Linked DNA regions of Mus musculus: all the other regions are linked to region 3. A link is a contact called in public Hi-C data. All regions are on one chromosome and are shown on one strand. Each heading gives the region's core, a stretch centred on a gene start, on an enhancer-like site or on the middle of the called end of the contact. The rest is flanking DNA. Distances are from core to core; before and after follow the strand shown.

The links. A called contact is a pair of places that touch in the nucleus more often than the background predicts.
Region 1: a contact with region 3 is called in a Hi-C map of muscle stem cells, with 2.9 times the contacts expected there. The contact joins two enhancer-like sites. A contact is called at or near these places in 10 of 484 Hi-C or Micro-C datasets (B cells, the C2C12 cell line, the HL-1 cell line and 5 more) and 2 of 115 datasets of contacts at active chromatin or transcription factors (embryonic fibroblasts and neural progenitor cells).
Region 2: a contact with region 3 is called in a Hi-C map of cerebellar granule neurons, with 1.7 times the contacts expected there. The contact joins two enhancer-like sites. A contact is called at or near these places in 1 of 484 Hi-C or Micro-C datasets (cerebellar granule neurons), 1 of 115 datasets of contacts at active chromatin or transcription factors (embryonic stem cells) and 3 of 9 other capture datasets (adipose tissue, liver and pancreatic islet).
Region 4: a contact with region 3 is called in a Hi-C map of cerebellar granule neurons, with 1.7 times the contacts expected there. The contact joins two enhancer-like sites. A contact is called at or near these places in 12 of 484 Hi-C or Micro-C datasets (the C2C12 cell line, adipose-derived mesenchymal stem cells, cerebellar granule neurons and 7 more).

The regions. Positions count from the first base shown.
Region 1 is chr7:75,141,078-75,143,777 of GRCm38.p6, forward strand. Sv2b (synaptic vesicle glycoprotein 2 b) reads right to left here. Exons shown (of 13, transcript NM_153579.4): 7 at 1-12. Among named protein-coding and RNA genes, the nearest start is that of 4930533N22Rik, 110 kb to the left of the region's middle. Within about 2 kb of position 1,309, at least 74 of the 459 cell types and tissues checked have an H3K27ac peak or open chromatin away from gene starts, as enhancers often do. A contact at or near this core is called in cerebellar granule neurons, cerebral cortex and muscle stem cells, where this site is marked.
Region 2 is chr7:75,328,557-75,331,256 of GRCm38.p6, forward strand. 1500012K07Rik (RIKEN cDNA 1500012K07 gene) reads left to right here. Exons shown (of 3, transcript NR_045814.1): 3 at 849-2,700. Among named protein-coding and RNA genes, the nearest start is that of Sv2b, 21 kb to the left of the region's middle. Within about 2 kb of position 1,280, at least 34 of the 459 cell types and tissues checked have an H3K27ac peak or open chromatin away from gene starts, as enhancers often do. A contact at or near this core is called in cerebellar granule neurons, where this site is marked.
Region 3 is chr7:75,263,994-75,266,693 of GRCm38.p6, forward strand. All of the region lies in intron 1 of Sv2b (synaptic vesicle glycoprotein 2 b), which reads right to left. Among named protein-coding and RNA genes, the nearest start is that of 1500012K07Rik, 43 kb to the right of the region's middle. Within about 2 kb of position 1,443, at least 26 of the 459 cell types and tissues checked have an H3K27ac peak or open chromatin away from gene starts, as enhancers often do. A contact at or near this core is called in cerebellar granule neurons, cerebral cortex and muscle stem cells, where this site is marked.
Region 4 is chr7:75,360,126-75,362,825 of GRCm38.p6, forward strand. No RefSeq gene overlaps it. Among named protein-coding and RNA genes, the nearest start is that of Sv2b, 52 kb to the left of the region's middle. Within about 2 kb of position 1,391, at least 49 of the 459 cell types and tissues checked have an H3K27ac peak or open chromatin away from gene starts, as enhancers often do. A contact at or near this core is called in cerebellar granule neurons, where this site is marked.

The DNA of each region.
Region 1 (2,700 bases), core at 59-2,558, 120 kb before region 3:
GATGTGGGAAACCTGGAAAACAAGGACGGATGTGATTATCTCAGCACTATTTATCTTCAACTTTTTTTTCTTCTAAATGTTTAATGTATTTGGCTCTATTGAATTATCTAGAATTTTAAAAGTGTTTAACAGTCCTCTGATTTTTATGATTTTTTTTAAATGAAGATTTGCATGGCATCTCTCGGTGAACTTTCCCATGTGGATATGTCTGACTGCAAGCAAAATGAACTATAGTTCATTTTGAACTATAGTCTTTTCAGGAAATCAAGCCATTGAGAAATATGTGTTACCAGGTTTATAATATGTTGACTGACAAAAGCTGCTACTGCATTAAAATCCACACTTCTATTAGCTAGTGAGTATGAACATCAGGACAGTTTGGAATACAGGAAAGCCACAACTCGGAGGAGGGACATTGCTACTTGAGATGTTTTAAAAACACAACAGAATGAGAGAAAACATGGCTTCCTGGACATCCCAATTTTCTTGCTATAAATGAGAGTTCTGACGACAGATAAAGTGAAATAGGTCTGTGTTCTCAAACTATAAAAGCCTGGAAAGTCTAATGTAAATAACCCTCACTCACTATAACAGCAACTTTCACGTCAATGTGGTTTTTAAACTAATCATTGAATTGTAGGAGTGCAAATTCCTCTAGTTGAGTTAGCCAGGTCCACAAAGCAGACACTCTCCCCAAATTCACAGGACCAGAAGAAGAGCATTGTTCTATTCTATTGTTCATCTAACGAAGTGTTTGAATTAGGATAAAATAGAGCCAAGTTCTCCATGTCTTTCTTTCAGCCAATAAACTGTGAATGTGAAGATGCCAAGGAGAAACCCGGATGGGGCTAGATAATCTTCAGGATGGCCAGGTGCCTGACAGTCACATCTGTAATCCGATCCTGCTGCCAGCTGCAGCTGCAGCTGCAGCTGCGCAGTCTGTGAAAATAGTCTTTCCTCTGGGCGTCAGCTACTGCCACCGGAGGCCAAATGGAAAGGATGATGGCAGATTTGAAAGCCCCTTATAAAGCACGCTCCAAATCACCAAAGCAGCCGCTGTGGTGTAAACTTTCTTTGCTTTGCTCCTTGGGGGAAATAACGCTCTGTTCCTGGGCTTTGGGGAGTGGGCGTGTTGATTTCCAGCACAACTGCTCGAATTTACAATTAATTAGAACACTTTCTTGGGTGCCACGGAGAAGAGCATATGGCCCGTGTTCCTGTTTACCCTGCCGAAGTTCTTGTAGAATGCTCCAAGTCCCAGACCCTCCAGGGTTTCTCTGCAGGGAAAGCTTGTAGCTGTGGCTGTCCAGGCGCGTGGGAGGAGCATTTCAGAGCTTCAAAAGCCTGCAGCTCCTGAGTCAAGCTAGAGGTGAGCACTGGGATGAACAGCTTCAGGGCTGACCTCTATGGCTGAGCAAGCACATTTAGGAGTGCTTTACTTAAGGGGACACACAAGAACCAGCTTGTGGCTCTGCCCAGGTGGACTGAGTAGAGTATGCAAGCCCCTGCTGACCTCCGATGTCAGCCCAGCTCTCTGAGGTCGGTCAACTTTCAGTTCCTCCATCCTGGTGTTTTTACTTCCTTCCCTTCCCTTCCCTTTCTTTCCACCTTATCCTTCGCTTCCCCTTTCTCTTTCTTCCTTCCACTTTCCCCTCTCCTGCACTTTCTCCCTCTCTACCTTCCTCCTTCACTTCCTTTCTCCCCATTCTCTTCTTCCTTCCCTCTCTCTTTCCTACCTCTTCTTCCCCTGCCTCCCCCTTCCCTGCTCCCCTTTCCCCTAATTCCTGGACTACCCCGTTTTCCACTTCAGCATAGCTCATGATCAACAAGTCAGTTTGGAACATCGAACCTATAACCTTTTAGTTCCTCTTTCCTATTAGGTTAAAAAAGAAGAAGAAGAAGAAGAAGAAGGGGGAAAGTCACTCAAAGCAGATGTGACACCCTAAGATCTAGGGAGTGGCATACACAATAGGGTAAGAAAATCCCAGAGTCTGAGAGGCCCCTTGCACTCTGATCTCCATGGGCTTCCTTCCCAGTGTGCTCCCATCCCTAACATGAAGGTCCTGAAGTAAACAGCTTAGCTTTTGCCTTTAGAAGTTGGGGTGCTTGTTGGTTGTATCACCTCAAACTTCCTTAAAGAATATGAACTAGCTGACTGCCAGAGCTCACCCTGAGGAAGCTTTCCCCTGAATACCCAACAGTGGAATCCCAGCCACCTCTGGGTAGGAGCTGCAGACCAGCAAACCACTTTCTGTTCAGATAAAAGCCTAATTGTAATGTGCTGGATCTTATCTCTTTGCACTTGGCCAAGTGAGAATGTGGGATCACTTTTCTACCAAGGACAGCCAGTCTCAGAAGCCGAGCCAGGTTTCCAGAAGTATTCCTTAAAGAAGTCACAGCCCAGTTGCTCTGGGAGTAGCGTATGTGTGAAAGGTGACCAAGCGTAAGCTGAGAACCCAGTGAGTGTATTCCCAAGAAATCAAGGCTGCATGCAGGCATGCACATGTGCACATGCACATGTTTTGTCACATTCTGACATGGTGTGGAGAAGGACATCCGTGCACAAAAAGAGGTTTCGAAAGAGGGAAAGGTCTGGAAGGGAGAAAGGGCCAAGCTATGCACTCTGAAATCATTTCCATTATCATCAGCTTTTCAGTAACTCCACCAAGTTCACAAATGCTTGCTGCAAGTGGTGGGTGG
Region 2 (2,700 bases), core at 30-2,529, 64 kb after region 3:
ACTTAAATCTTTTACACCTTCCAGTTTTATTAGAATAGGTATGTGTTCCTTCTAGTCACGCAGAAATACAAAATGCATTGAAATTTACCAGTTCTCTCAAACATGAATGAGGAGGAAAACTCAGAGTGACCATGTAGAGGAAAATTCAGAGTGACTCGTACTTCCAAGTCAGGAAATGTTGGAGGAATGACACACTTCTGCTCTCTGGCACAAACTAAATTTGTTCTGCTGTAACAATCTGCAGCAAAGGGACTGTGACTCTTCCTGGCTGGTGTCTTTCTTGGGTTGCTCTCCCAATCCCCTGGCCACTATAACCCAGAGCTTAATAATAAATGTAACTTGGTGATGCTGTCATGCATAATTCAACACTTATTGACTTGCAAGGGACCAGCATTCTCCAAGTGTTTGCAACAAAGCCATTAGTCTTCTATGCTTTTCATATGTGAAGACAACTCAGAACCAACTTGCCATCAGAAACGCAAGAGGACGAAGGCTACTAACAGCTGAGGAATCTACTTAGAAACAGCCAAGCTCAAAGCAGGAGCTTATTTTATATACTCCAGGCACCACACATTCACAGACAGGGAGTGAGAAACCAAGATGTGTATCTAGCCAGGAATCACGTTTCCATGGAGATCTCATAACTCCTGCACCTGCCTTTCTTCTCTTAGCCAGGGTGTTGTGTCCATTTGGTCTCTGCAGGCTTTGCCCATCTGCAATGCAGCTGGGGCCTCAGCTGCTTAAAGACTGCTAATAAGCCTAGAAAATTAACCCAAAAGCCAGACAATAATGTTTACAGTAATTATCTTGTGATTGATTGTCATATATTGTTTTTTTTTTTAATTTAGAGACAAAAAGACTCGGGACCATTTCTCATTGGCAGTAGCAGCAAAACACTGGAAATCACTTTAATGTTCAACATGAGGGGAGTTTTGAAGTCAATAGTGGCGTATAGCTGCATGTGACGAGACACTTTAAAGTGTGAAATCACTTTCTGGAAGATGATTTAATGGAGAGGAGAATGTATATGAGAAAACACAGCCTCCGACCTGAGTCTACAGAGTAACTCCAATATGCAGATGAAGATGAGAGTTTCATGCTTCAAGGAACTGATTTTATACAATTCCTCCAAAGTCTGGAGCATAGGATTTCAATGTAGCCTCTCTACTGCCCTTCCAGGGGTCAGATAGGCTTGCAAATGTTTGAAGAGTAACACTGACCACACAAAGTCATCCAGACAGACTAGCAGAGTCTCAGAGAACAGATGGCCAATGAGAGAATTGGTCCATGTGCCAAAGACCCGCTGGCTGATCTCTGTGGGTGTTTCCACGGCATGGGAGGAAGGGAACTATTGGCTTTATTCTGTGGCACTAGAAATTCAAACACACACAGAAGGCCAGTGGTCTCTGGGTTCATCCTGACCCAGTTCCATCCTCGTAGCTGGCAGATGATGCTCACTGGAGTAAGGCCCAGGCAGCAGCTTTGCTCAGTCTTCCTTGCTAAGCCCTGTGATTCTGCCCACAGTCACTAGCCTATTCCTTTGTACAGGTTCTATGTACACCCTAGCTGAAATATCTTTTTTTTTTTTTTTTGGAGGATGGAGAGATGATTCACCGCTTAAGATCACTTGTTGCTCTTGCAACCCACAAGATGGCTCACAACCATCTGTAACTCCAGGTGCAGAAGATTTAATGCCCTCTTCTGATCTCCATGTGCACTAGGCACATACAAGATACATAGACATACATGCAGACAAAACACTCATACATATAAAATAAGTAAATATAAAAACAATTTTATTTCAAAGAATTGTTATTATTATTATTATAAAGGATCTCATTACTGTGTAGTCCTAATTGGCCTGAAACTCTGTATATACACCAGGCTGGCTTCAAACTCAGATCTACCTGCTCCTGCCTCCCAAGTGCCAGGATGGGATTAAAGCATGCGCTACCAGGCCTGGCTTATTTTTATCCTTTGTCATTTATGTGCTATGTTTGTGCCCTGTGTGGGTTTGTGCACATTGAGTGATGATGCCCATGGAATCAAGAAGAGAGTATTGAATCCCCTAGTGATGGAGTTATAGGCAGTTATAAGTCATCTCATGTGGGTGCTAGGGACTGAACTCATATCTTCTGAATGCAATATGTATTCTTTTTAATTGTTTTGCTTTGGTTTTTGTTTTGTTTTGTTGAAACAGGGTCTCTCTTATGTAGACCTGGCTGTCCTGGAACTTGATATATAGATCAGGCTGGGCTTGAACTCAGAGATCCTCCTGCCTCTGCTTCTCAAGTGCTGGGATTATAGGTGTGCACCACCACACCTGGCAATATGTACTCTTAGCCACTAATCCAATTCTCCAGTCCCATCTGGAGCTTCTTCATCTTCTCTGGCAGGGGAACGCTTCCATCCTTTTTTCTTCTTCATCATCTTGTTTAACGCACATAAGCGTATGCACTGGACACTTTGAGGTGAGGGTTTTCAAACTATTCATATCCAAAGCTTGAGAACACATCTCTGTTAGGTTTCAAAGAACAGTGTTGAGCATTTGAAAAGCAATAGAATGGAAATTTGGTAAGGAATGACATGGACTGAGGGCCAGGGAATACAATGGGAAAAGTACCATAACAATGGTAATCAGACTTGCCTCCTGCCACATAAATATTTGTGCATGGTAAATATCAGAAAGAGAGACACTCC
Region 3 (2,700 bases), core at 193-2,692:
GTAAAATATAAGATGTGAATCCAGTCCTTAATGATTGAAAAAAACTAATAGTGCATACTTACCCTTCTGAGAAACCTGAGAGAGCCAGTGCACAGCAGACTGGGAATTGGGAATAGTGTCCCATGTTGTGCCATTTCTTAAGACTGGAAAACTCCAACAGTGACATCAGCAAAGCCAGTGGCCACTACCCAATCTGGCTCAGAACACTAGGCACTTAGAGTAACTATATGACTATTGCAACTTGCAAGGAGGGGGAAAAATCCACCACAAGTTTTAGAAAACATCAACCATTACATTCCCTGCCAGAGACCCCACAAAGCTTACAAATCAGCTCACACAAGTAAATCTGTCCTGGCATTCATCCTGCTAGGAACCAGAGACTGATAAAACCAGCTTCAAAACAAAAAGAAACATTCTTCTGCCTGGGGTGCGCCGCATTTCCAGGTCTTCTTTGCCTAAGAACTGCTTCCTTGCTTCTTCCAAAACCTTGATCTCAAAAATCAGACACTCTCAGAGTCTCACTGTTGGGACCTGTATCTGTAAAAATGAAGCATCTCACCCTTGCTTGAAGTCTCTTTAACGCATGAGAGCAGCCCGGGCTCCAGCCCAGGTATACAGCTTCACACAAGGGTTTGCTGATGCTGAAGACAGTGTTCACATATACCTTAACTTAGTCGTTTCCAAGGAAACAAGAGATTTGGTTCAATCAACTCAGCACTGCTTTTTGTTCACAAGCTTTAATTTTCATTTTACTGAAATTTTGCCCTTTCCCAAAATCCTACCCTACTTCTGCCTTTCCTGTATTTGTGTTGGTGAAGTGTCCCACACAATTTGAGCATGCTTCTCTATCATAGAAATGGACCAAAAAAAAAAAAATCTGACTTTATTGGTACATAAATCTGTCCCTGGCGATCTTGCACTGACTGAATCAGGGCTGCTTATATTTAACTTTCATTAGTCTGAGTCTGATTTTGTTTAATCCTTGGAATAAACAAACAAATAAATTGCAAGTCTCAAGCTATGTCAGAGACATTATCAAGCTGTGACAACTCTTCTTCAGAAACCACCTGGTAGTTGGAATCCACTCTCCTGCGTCACCGGTAGCGTCAATGCTTCATCTGTTTGGGTGTTTGTGTCCCTGTTTAGGTTCAATGAGACCCTGATCTGTGTTGTAAGCAATCACTAGGGTTTGAATTATCCCAGGTGTCTTCATGGCTTGTGTTCCGTGTCAGCTCAGGGCTGCATGCATGTGATGAGACAGCCTCTGCAGTCAAGGCCACAGCTCTCATTGAGACAGCATAAGAAGAATCCTGTGGACCACACCCTATTCCCAGCCTCCCGGGAGAAGGGGGTTTTAGTTTAATCACAGGATTCTCTGGAAAGTGGAAGGATGGCAAGGCCGCACTCCGACTTACCTCCCCACACTGCCATCTGTTCTCTTGTCTCTGTTCCCAGCAAGCATCTGCTCTCTGCTCACTCCAGGCTCTGCTACTCTGCTAACCTACGGCTCAGACATGACTGTGCAATGAGTTTACAGCCTCTGTGAGCCTCAGGACTTAGTTCCCAAGACCAAAACTGGAGTCAGATTGATGCCTGCTTTCTTGGTCAAGTGCCCACTCAGTACAAACCCAGAGAGCTGTGCCTTCCCTAGGAAAGTCTGTGGATCAGTAAAAGATCAAAGCAAGAAGAGAAACATTCCGGGTGCATTTCCATGTCAACTTTAATAACAGAGGATGAGAAAACCAAGTTTTATTCACATCTTGTTTCTCTAATGCAGATCTTAACATTTTCATCCTTCAAGAGAAAATAGCAATACATCGGGGGATATGATTCAGCCCACCATTAACTGAGTGGATTAGATTGAATCAGGGGCATGACTCTCAGAGCATACCAACAAGAAAGGGAGGGAGAGAGAGAGAGAGAGAGAGAGAGAGAGAGAGAGAGAGAGAGAGAGAGAGAATAAGGTCTGTATAAGACATTCCTCGTCAGAAAAACAGCTTTCAGCCACTGGCCTGGTTTGAGTCAGTTCAGGAAGCATACAATTATATCATTATTAAGTCATATTGAGTACTGGAAAGGGCATATTCCAAGGAAAACCCAGCAGGCATTGGGGAGGTTTCATCATTAGGTATCCCTGTGATGTGATCATGTGAACTTTCCAGTTGTATCACTGAAGTAAATCCCTCTTTGTGCCTCAGTTTCCTGATCAGAAAATAATAGGTAGCACTACCTTGCCCTAAGTTGAACTTGAATATGATAGCATAATATTCCTCTCTTTCCATTCCAAACACATCAAAGATGGAGAGACCTCAGATAGTCTCGGTTCATGTTGAAAAGTCAACAGTTCAATCAAGACTCGTCTCGTGGATCAAAGCACAGGTGGCTGTAGATATTTAGATGATGGTACATGGAAATAAACACATTGGATGGAAGGAGCTTGAAATTTTTTTAATCCTTGTTAATAGGGAGAAAGAAAGAAATGTAGGGTGGGAAGGAACGAAGGAAGGAAAAAAATGAGTGAAATTCTGTTTTTCCATTCTTCTACCCATTTTAAACAGTGTGACAATACCTGCTCATTGTCTTCCAACTATAGGGAATCAATATCCCTTTGAGCCCTGAAGCTCTAGCCATCTTTGCTGAGCCCAGTCTAATATTCTAACTCTCCTTTCTCCTCTTCAGACAAGTACGAAGTTCTGCTCA
Region 4 (2,700 bases), core at 141-2,640, 96 kb after region 3:
TATAGTTTGGTTATGAAATGGCCCACGCAAGCTCTTGTGTTCATCACCTCCTCAGCCTCTGGCACTGTATTGGGAGGTTCTGGAAGCTTCAGGAGGTAGAATCTATTTGGAGGAAATAGGTCACTGGTGACATGGTTATAAAGGTCGGACCTCGTGCCTGCTTCTTAGACACCATGAGGAGAATAAGCCTCCCCTCCATTGGCTCCCACCACCAAGGTCTGCTGCCCAAGCACATGACACAAAGGGACGGTGGACTGAATTCATGGAAAGCATTAGCAAGTATATGCACTGTGCACCTGTAGGTTTTGTGAAGTGTCAAGTTATATTCCGACTGACAGCAGAGACCATTGTGGGGTATCTATTAAAATCCCTGCTCCCAATAAGCTTCCCGGACTTTTTTTTTTTCCTTACAATACCTCCACCCAAGAAAGTTTCCCACAGCATCACGTGTTCAGGTCTGTAAAATAAGTATACAACAAATCAAACGCTAATAGTAAATTTTAAACTCATTTTTAAACAATTACAAAAACATTTATTTTATCATCTCTTTAAATGGAAAGAAAATTAGCATGGTAATGCCATGGATGGTACCCAGGAGCTTCTCTATATCCTATGACAAATAATTCCTATAAGATGTCCACTGTTCTGCTAATATTTTCTAGAGGTGAATGGATACTGCAAAGTTAGCGATGCACCATTAGTTAGCAAGAGTATCGCTGACTCTTTGCACAGATACGTTTATCAGCTCCCTGCTCCAAGAGCATCTGTGAAGCAGATGGAGTGATGGTGTCCCCATCTAAAAACGTGCTGCCAATGCACATGTGTTGCAAGAACCTTTCTGGAATAAGCACTTGGACACCAGTGAAAGTGGGAGAGAGAAGCCACCAGTGGAGCAGAGCCAGGATGGGTCTGAAGGCCTTCAGTCCCGGGTTCAGTTGGCATGCTCCATTTATACTCCAAAACCACAGGGTGGGGCAGGCAAGCAATCGAGATTTTACAGAAGCTTAGCTGCAGGCGGCAGGTTGTTAAGGGCAACCACCCACCCATTGTTTCAGCTCTTTCTCGGGTCATTCTGCTTCAGGTAGCAAGTGAAGTCATGCTTAGCAAATGGGCAGTACCGGCAGTGCCCTAACTAAGTCAGTAAATAAATCAGGAGCCAATAATCCATCTGTTCTGCCTTATTCTGCTTCACGTTGGACCATTCTTGACAGCAGCACTCTGGACAAATTGATTTCTCTCTCATATGAACCAGGTCAATTTTCCCCACTCTTCAAATACAGTCTTGTTGCAAAACAAAAACCACCGGGGCTCGTTGACATCTCTGCAACTGTTTGACCTATTCGGTTGTCATTGCTGATTGAAAAACAAATCCTTACCAATGATGCTGATAGATTTCCTGAGTCGTAGGATGTCCACACCTTCCACTTCAGGATAATATGGCAGTTTCTTCTGCAACTGGCTAAGCCTGGTAAAATTCTACCAGCCGTGTATTGGAGCTGTGGATACTTCTTTCACAGGAGGGTGTTGCATTTCACTACTGATACTTGGAAATACATATTACATTTACATTATTACAGAATGTACCCCCCTTCCCCCCAGTATGTACTGTTCGAAAGAATGTATTGATAGACACACTTCCATGGTCTCTGGTTGTCTGTAGACCAGTGGGTTACACACATGTTCCACCTCTGAGTGTATCAGCGTTGTGTGGGTGAAAAGCCCAGCTAGGATTGCATCCCCAGCCTGAGGCTGTAGCCAGGACCAGTTCTAGCTAGGAAACATTGCGGTGGTGCAGTCACTTTAGGCTGCTGATTGAGAAACACGAGCTTCCTCCATACCATTATCCCAACCCATCAACTACATGAGAGCCTAGCAAGAGCCACAAGACAGAAGGAGGTTGGGCTCTGACAAGCCATATCAAAAGTTTCCCAACCAGTTTGGTGGGGAATCTAAAACAGCAGTGTATTTTTATTGTGTTAATTTTTTGGCAAATGATGTTACCCTGATATAGAAGTTAACATAGCCCAAATGAATGCAGAGAAAATACCCAATAAAATATACTTTAATGTGTATGTCTTAGGGTTTCTATGGCTGTGTAGAGACACCATGACCCTTGCAACTCTTATATAGGAAAACATTTAATTGGGGCTGGTTTACAGTTCAAAGGTTTAGCCCATTATTGACATGGCAAGAAGAATGGAAACAAGCAGGCAGACAGGGTGTATCTCCAACCAAATATGCCCCAGCAATGATAACATGACTCAGTTAATATGAATACATGCTGTGTGCCTAGATTGGGCAGATCTACGGCTACACTACCATCTTCCATAGCTTATGAGGTCCCTTAGAACTTTCGGTTTCTCCAGGCCATGTGCTTCTGCTCTGCTTTTCTTCTCCTTCCTCCTCCTCTGCATCCTCTCCTTCTTCCATTTTCTCCTTCTCTCTCCCAACCTTCCTCTCCACCTTCCCTTTTACCTGCCCAATCATCAGCTCTCCTTTATTGTACAAATTAAGGTGGAAAGCAGGTTTACAGGAAATCACCTGAGTGCTGACTCATTGTTCGCAGCCACGCACAGGAGAACGGAACTAACAGCAACTATAATTAGCCCCAGGGCTATCCACAACAAGGGTGCGGGAGAGGTAGCTGAGAGTACCACATCCGGATCCAAAAGCAGCCGGAAAACAGTCACACAGGATTCA